2 separate regions of the Mus musculus genome follow, and region 1 is linked to region 2. The links are chromatin contacts, called in public HiChIP or PLAC-seq maps. All regions are on one chromosome and are shown on one strand. Each heading gives the region's core, a stretch centred on a gene start, on an enhancer-like site or on the middle of the called end of the contact. The rest is flanking DNA. Distances are from core to core; before and after follow the strand shown. Region 1 holds the start of Kansl1l (KAT8 regulatory NSL complex subunit 1-like). Region 2 overlaps Pikfyve (phosphoinositide kinase, FYVE type zinc finger containing).

What was found. HiChIP or PLAC-seq counts read pairs in DNA pulled down with a chosen protein or histone mark.
Region 1: an H3K4me3 HiChIP or PLAC-seq map of bone marrow-derived macrophages shows a contact between it and region 2, with 5 times the contacts expected there. The contact joins the promoter of Kansl1l here to the enhancer-like site in region 2. A contact is called at or near these places in 6 of 39 promoter capture datasets (the 3T3-L1 cell line, cranial neural crest, frontonasal cranial neural crest and 3 more) and 8 of 115 datasets of contacts at active chromatin or transcription factors (acute myeloid leukemia, bone marrow-derived macrophages, embryonic forebrain and 5 more).

Annotation. Positions count from the first base shown.
Region 1 is chr1:66,815,290-66,818,890 of GRCm38.p6, reverse strand. Kansl1l (KAT8 regulatory NSL complex subunit 1-like) reads left to right here and starts at 1,296. Exons shown (of 15, transcript NM_001122738.1): 1 at 1,296-1,517.
Region 2 is chr1:65,244,515-65,248,066 of GRCm38.p6, reverse strand. It overlaps Pikfyve (phosphoinositide kinase, FYVE type zinc finger containing), which reads right to left. Exons shown (of 42, transcript NM_001310624.1): 18 at 3,531-3,552; 19 at 2,231-2,357; 20 at 849-2,005. Among named protein-coding and RNA genes, the nearest start is that of Pikfyve, 60 kb to the right of the region's middle. Within about 2 kb of position 2,181, at least 19 of the 459 cell types and tissues checked have an H3K27ac peak or open chromatin away from gene starts, as enhancers often do. A contact at or near this core is called in bone marrow-derived macrophages, where this site is marked.

The DNA of each region.
Region 1 (3,601 bases), core at 47-2,546, 1.6 Mb before region 2:
GACTTCTCAAACGGCTATACATCCACTGTGCAGTTTTGTTTTGGGTTTAGACACAGTCTCAGTATGTCGCTATGATTATCCTGGACCTAACCACTAGACTAGGCTGGCCCACCTGTGCCTGGGATTAAAGGTTTGTACCATCACTCCAGACCCTACCACATTCTTTAAGTGTTTTACCCATCCCTTTAAATATGACAAATATCCAGTGTTTACTTTTTCCTCCAACACACTGTTAGTCCATGATTTTTAATTGAATGAAGGCAAATCTATTTTCTGGACTGCCCATCCTTGACCCATATTGAGCAATTATTGTTCTGAGTAATTTTTATAACCATTTTCCCTACTGTAGGCAGTTTATCATAAAAATTATTTCAGCTATTTATTCATGTACTAGAAAAAGAAAGAACAGTTAATTTTCCAACTCTGGTAATGTCTTAAGTATTGCTTCTTTATGACTTCAATTCTATACACTCCTGCCTGTAAGCCCTTCCAAATAAATAAGGTAGAAGTGATATATCGATCTAAAAATTCTAGTGCCTTTTCACTTCCTACAGCATTCTAGTGAAAATCTGCTTAGCAAAGCGTCTAATCTATTATCTAAGGAGCTATATTTAGGCTATCGTTTTTTTCTCAAGCATCAAGTTCAAGCCTGGGGAAATGCCCGGGTGCGTTTAACGGTGGTGAGCTGCGAGCTGCGAGCTGGGCCAGGTGCAAGACTCGCTCGCAGAGATGTTTCTGTCTCTAGCCAACTGTTTCCATTAAAATCCCGCTGGTCTGCGCTACCTCAGAGTTAACTGCAGAGCTCCTTAATCATAAGCTAACTCAAATGTATCCATGGCAGGTCTGCCACCTATTTTAAGGTCCTCAGAGGTCCGACAGAGCATGACTCGGGATCGAGCCTCTGGGACCCATAGAAGCAAAAGGTTGGAGCGTTGAGGGCTGCTTAACCCTCGGCCTGGCCAGGACGGCCCTGCCCGCCCGGAGTTTCCAGGTCTTATTTTCCTGTAACAGACCTAAAGAAACCGCAGCGCCCCGCAGCACGGCCGGCGGGGTGACTTTTGCGGGCTGGCACCGGGGTGGAGAGAGCGCGGGACAACGGCGGCGCGGAACGCACTGGGAGCCGGCAGAGTTCGGCCACCGCGCTCAGGCTGCTTTCAGAACGCTCCCAGCGGCTTCCGCGGGCCCCGCCCCCGCCGGGGTTTCCCCGCCGCCCGTCTCATTTGCATGGCGCGCCCCTCCCCCGCTGCCATTGGCCGGCGCCGGGCCCCGCCCTCCCCCACTCCCCTCCCTCCGCCGTAGGGTTCCGTCCCCCGAGCGCCCGGAGCTGCGGGCAGCGGGCGGACTGTTAAACCGCGGCGGCGGCGTCAGCCGGGGCGGGAGCGGGGCGCGCTCTGGAGACGAGTCGGCGGCGCCCCGGGTGGGGGGAGGCGGGCGGACAGCTAGAGATCGCCTCGGCGGCCCCCACCACGGCCGGACCGAAGGTGCGGCGGCGGAGGGCAGCCAGGGCGCCCCAGCAGGCGAGTGGCCGGCGTCGCAGCGGCGGGCTGAGGGGGGTGGGTCTCCTCGGCGGGGGACGGCGGCGGCGCGGGGCGGGAAAGAGCGGAGAAGACCGCCGGGTGGACTCGCGGGCTCGGCGTCCGCCGGGCAGCCCCCTTTGCACCCCGAACCCTGCTTGCCGTTGGACTGCGGGCCCCGGCACAAGACCGTGCTTTGGGGCAGGGGTCGGACCGCAGCCAAATTTAAACGGCTAAACCTAACAGCCTTGGCAGACACGGCGGGGAGGGGAGGGCGGGGCAGGGGGCGGGCCTGGATTCGAGTCACGTGGGGATGGGGCGGGGCTTGGCAGGCCTCCCTTTTGTTTTGGCTGGCGCGTGCGCAGAAGGCGGAACACGTGGTTTTTCTTGGGCACGCCCTCTCCCTCCCCCCCCCCCCGCCCCCCGCAAGGCTGGAGCAGCGGCGCCTGTCCTGGGGGTGTGGGGCGCTCTGTGGGAAGCTTTCCGTAACGCTGAGCTTGGCTGGCCAGCGGCGACATTAATTTCTTCTTATTTGGGGCCGTTATGGATTTGGCCTTTAGAATTGTTTGGGGTGGAAGGGAGTGTTGTGGTTTATTGAAAGGTAACCGGTCCGAGTTGGTGTTGCTGCTTGTGCCCAAGAGGGGAGAGGGCTAGCTTTAAAAAAAGAAACAGCGTTTGGTAAGGAGAAATAAATGCAGGACGGTGTTGTGTGGTCCCAAATCGGGGAAGGAGCTGTTGGGATCTGCCTTGCGAGGAGCGGGCGCTGCGTGGGCGTCCTCGGTACCCCCGCAGAAGGCGCGGTGGCGGTTCCCTGTCCTCGCTGTTCCCATCGCGGGTTCCCGGGAGACTGGAGTTGTGGGAGTCACCTTCTGGCTTTGATTCCCCCAGCTTGGACGCAGAATGTGCCGGAGAGACTAAGAAAGATTGGCCGCCGCCGCCGCCTTTAATAGTTTAACTTTGTGTTTGTAGAAAGGTTTTTAAATCCTGATTGGATAGGGCAAGTTTGATAGCAACATAACTTCCCCGAAACTGTTCCTGAGCACAGCTGGCAAAACAGGCAGGATTTGAGGGTAGAAGTAGTTCTAAAAATAATTCGACAGTGGAGGGGGAAAAGCGCAGGTGTGGAACGCAGACTGTTTAGTAATGCCGGGGGTTGATTTCTGCGGTTTCCAGAGAGCTAACTAGCCGTTTCCTTGGGCAAGTCACAGCCTTGCTGATACATCTGTTTCCTCTGGAAAACCGTTTCGTAATACAGTTCCTGCCTTAAAAGAGTGTAATGAAGATCACGTGCCTTGTGTTAGTGAGCATAAATCACCACGTAATGTGGTGGTGTAACATAACGTCAGTTTTTAACAAAGCTAGCATATTTTTGGAATTTTAAGAATAAGCCGTGAAGTAAGATATTTGATTTTCGCCAGATCTGTTGCACTTTTTGTGTTGTTTCTGGCCATGTAACCAGGCTGGCCTCCGGACTTGCTGTGTAATCCAGGTCCCCTTTAGAGCTGACCTAGGAACGTGTGCCTAACTGCTGTAACTTTAAGTTTCTCTTCACGGTTTGAAAGATCACTGTCAAGGTCTGCTATCACTTCTTATCTATGTATAATTTTCCCTAAAACTGGAGAGCATGCGTTTTCAGTTAATTTAAAAGTAGAAATATTAAATATTCTCTGAAAAACGATTTTAATAACTGCTTAACATTTTCATCATTTGAGTATATTTTTAGTTTTTCCTATTGGCAGATGTTTGGGGTTTTTCTAATATTTTGTGTAAATTATTACACAAGTCTTTGAAATAGTATACTCCCCTTTCCCCATTAGATTTATAGGAGTCTGAGCCGGTTTTTAAAGTTTTTATGCTCTTGTGACACCCCAATTTTGAGCATGTATTAATTTACTCATAGAGGTATAAATGTGTCTCCTGCCATAGCCTAGTTCATCACCCAGGATTGGCTATATGGGGAAAACCTTGTTGTCCACTCCCACTCCCACACTGACCTGTATGTGGTATCTGGTGCATTTCCTAACTTACTGTTAGGTATTTGAGAGAAAACTTCATATTCACATGAGTATAGCAAATAGTGGATGTCT
Region 2 (3,552 bases), core at 932-3,431:
GCAAGTGGAGAGCATATACATATTTCTTCTGCTTTGTTCCTAACTGTGGTGGTATCTTAAGTTACTTCAAGTTCCTTAAAGTAACCTTTATTTGCCCTTATTGATGGGCTGTAAACCCAGAATTATAAGCTAAATAAACTCTTCCATAAGCTGTCTTTTTGTCGGAGTGTGTCACCACGGAAAGAAAGAAAGAAAGAAAGAAAGAAAGAAAGAAAGAGAGAGAGAGAGAGAGAGAGAGAGAGAGAGAGAGAGAGAGAGGAGAGAGGAGAGAGAGAGGAGAGAAAGAGAAAGAAAGAAGAAGAAGAAGGAGGAGGAGGAGGAGGAGGAGGAGGAGGAGGAGGAGGAGGAAGAAGAAGAGGAGGGAGGGAGGGAGGGAGGGAGGGAGGGAGGGAGGAAGGAAGGAAGGAAGGAAGGAAGGAAGGAAGGAAGGAAGGAAGGAAGGAGAGGGAGAGGAAGAAGAAGAGGGAGAGGAAGAAGAGGGAGAGAGGAAAAGAAACTAAAACAAAAACATGACCTATCTTAAAGCAATGAAAAAGTCAAGAGCTACATCATCACACTTAAGCAATACAGACAGAAACTTAAAACAACTACACACTTTCCCTTAGTTCAAGCCCTTCCTACTTTACTACAAGTGCATATTAAAATCCAAAATCCCAGTTTTGTTGCCTTATGACTCTACTTTTCTACTTCATATATAAGCCACCAGACTCAAGAAGAAGAAAGGAAATAAACAAAAGAATAAATATTTTAAAAGTCTGCATGCAATTTGTCATATTGTTTTTTTTAAAAATCTTGCCTCAGTAATTTTTCAACAGACAAAACATTCTAATCTTACCCAGACGTCCTACCTTTGTTGGCCATATTACATCACTTGGAATCAATCCCCTCTCTTCATCACTCTCAGTTTTGTTTCCTGATTTGCCACCTGAAGTACATGATGCATCTTTTGAATGGACAAAGGGGTCCAAATGTTTTGACTGAATTCTTCCTCCTCTAGCTCGATAATCAGCTAGCATTCTACCCAAGGTCTGGCTGTCACCCAGATGTTCAGCAATCCTGGTGCTCACTAGCTCATGTGAGGGTAAGACTTGAATAGACTTGGCCTGAACACTGCCATTCATGCCCTGAAGTCCAGAGAGATCCCTGAGCAGCTGTTTCTTCCTCCTGCTCTCCATTTCCTTCACCTCTTTGTTGAGAAGAGGAGACCAGTAAATCTGCTCTGGAAAATAATCTCGAGTTGAGCATCTCATCCCCTTTTCAGTTAAAAGGAAAGGTTCACGGAATGTAATAACTGGAGAGATACAGAGGATTACATCTTTTAACTCCTGTTTAAATGTCAAGGCATAAGTCTTTCGTTGATCTTCAGAGGAGGTGACTTCCTCAGTAACGTACATTCCAGTGTCATCCTGTAAAGGGTCTCTAAAAGCTTTCATCTGGCTTTTGGGATCCTGTTGCTCATCCGTTTGCTGTGAAGTCTCTGGCTGTTCATTTCCTACGGCATCCTGTTGATCCATATGGAGAGGCAACAATGACTCTGGTACCAATGCAAAAAGAGCACAGGGAATACCTGCTGGGCAAGTGGGGGTGGTATAATCTTGATGCTTCAAAGAGGCAACAGCTTGTGGAATACTTTTATTGTCTAGTTCACCCTTCTCTAGCACAGTCCTTGATTCCAACAAAGTGCTATCCTCAGAAGACAGGGCCTCACGAGGGCACTCAGGATCCTGAGGAAGGGAGCTGCCACTGACCTGCTCCTGAGAGGCTCCCTCTTCACCTCGTCCCTCCGTCAGAAGATGGAATGAAGGGCTTTGCATTAATGTTGGAGGCATAGCGAACTCATCCATGAGAAAAGAGATTTCTAGCTGAGAATGATAAGCTACACAGATCATAAATATTAGGATCTCCTTAACTCGAGCCAGCTCATAATCAGAGCCTCCTCTGAGCTTGATTGTGCAGCCTAGATGCTGTGGACAGCCTTCAAAAAACATCAGTGTTTTGGTTTGTTCTACAAATAAATAAATAAAAATGAAGAGACTTAGATGACCAAACAATTTACTACCCACAAAAAAGAAAAACCATATGTGAATAAAGCCACCTGAAACATCTCCCACTTAACCAGTGCTAACAGATATTAACACTTGCTGAATAAACAATGATACAGTTAACTCAGAGATGACTCACTTCTCCTTGAGGTCCCTAACTGAGTGATTATATGCTTAAGATGACTCACCATTAGGCAGCTGAAATATCTGCATATAAAATTTGTGGCAAGTGCCCAAGTGGGGTTTGGTGAGCAGCTGGTCCATGGACACCACTAAATCACCTTGGGTCATTCGACTGATTCTTTCTAAAACTTGCTACAAAACAGAAAAACACTGTATTACAAAATTAAATTAGCTATGAATAAAAATCTCAATAACATGGAAAAGTACATTAAGTATTAAACAAAATAATGTTCACAATCAACTTCTTTAATTTTAATAAATCAATCGCTTGACAACTTGTTTATTCTACACTTGGCCAAATTTACTTGCTAAATAATCAATGTGTAGCCCCAAAAAGAAACCATGGTCATGGTACTCTTATCAAAACATGGGTGTGGCATGGTGGTTCACTTGTATAACTCCAGCACTTAGGAAGCAGAGGCAGGAGGATTAGTGCAAGTTTGAGGTCAGCCTGGTTTAATAACTGAGTTCCAGACCTGCCAGAAATACAATGTGAAACTACATTATTTTTACTCTTACTTTATTTTGTTATTGTCTTTTGTTAAAAGAGCATTTGGATAGCATGTCTTAGCTATGACATGATGTTACGATGGGAAAACAAATAAAAATCAGTTTCCTTAAAAGTGACCTCTGTTTTACAGAATGAAGCACAAATGCTGATGGGTCATGTCCATTCCACCTTTGGTCTCAAAAACACCCAAAAGAATAGCTACCTGCTCCTAGAAATATGCCACTAGCCTTGGATGACAGCCCCCACTGAATACATCCTTTTAGAATTATTACACTTTGATGATTTATAATGATGTTACCTGTTCTGTTTGTGATTCACTGAATACATAGTTTCAGAGTTGTAATGCTTGGATGATTTTTGTGCTTTTCTGTGCCAAATGATTTTTGTTGGTTATTTATGACTGTTTCACTGGATATAGTTTCTAAGAGATGTAATGTTTGGTTTTTTAATGTATAAAATCCCCTGCTTGAGAGCTGCAAAATACACTGAGATTCAAACTGCCTCTGTGTTTGTTTCTGTTTGTCACCACCAAATCCTTACCCACCTAGCTTCGAGGATCCCTCATTCCAGGGACCCACATACCCGACTGGGGTGGCCTATGGCAGTTAAGTTACACTGTCTTCTGTCTTCCAGTGTGAGTCCACAGTTGTAATAATGTAGCTACTACACCTGGGTCCCACTTCCACATAAGTGCTACATCAAATAAAAATATTGCTGCATACCTACCATACATGCATATTAATTTAAAAGCCATGATTTTATAAATGAGTAAAAAAAGACAAATAAACACTCACTGACTTTACATTAATGACCAGA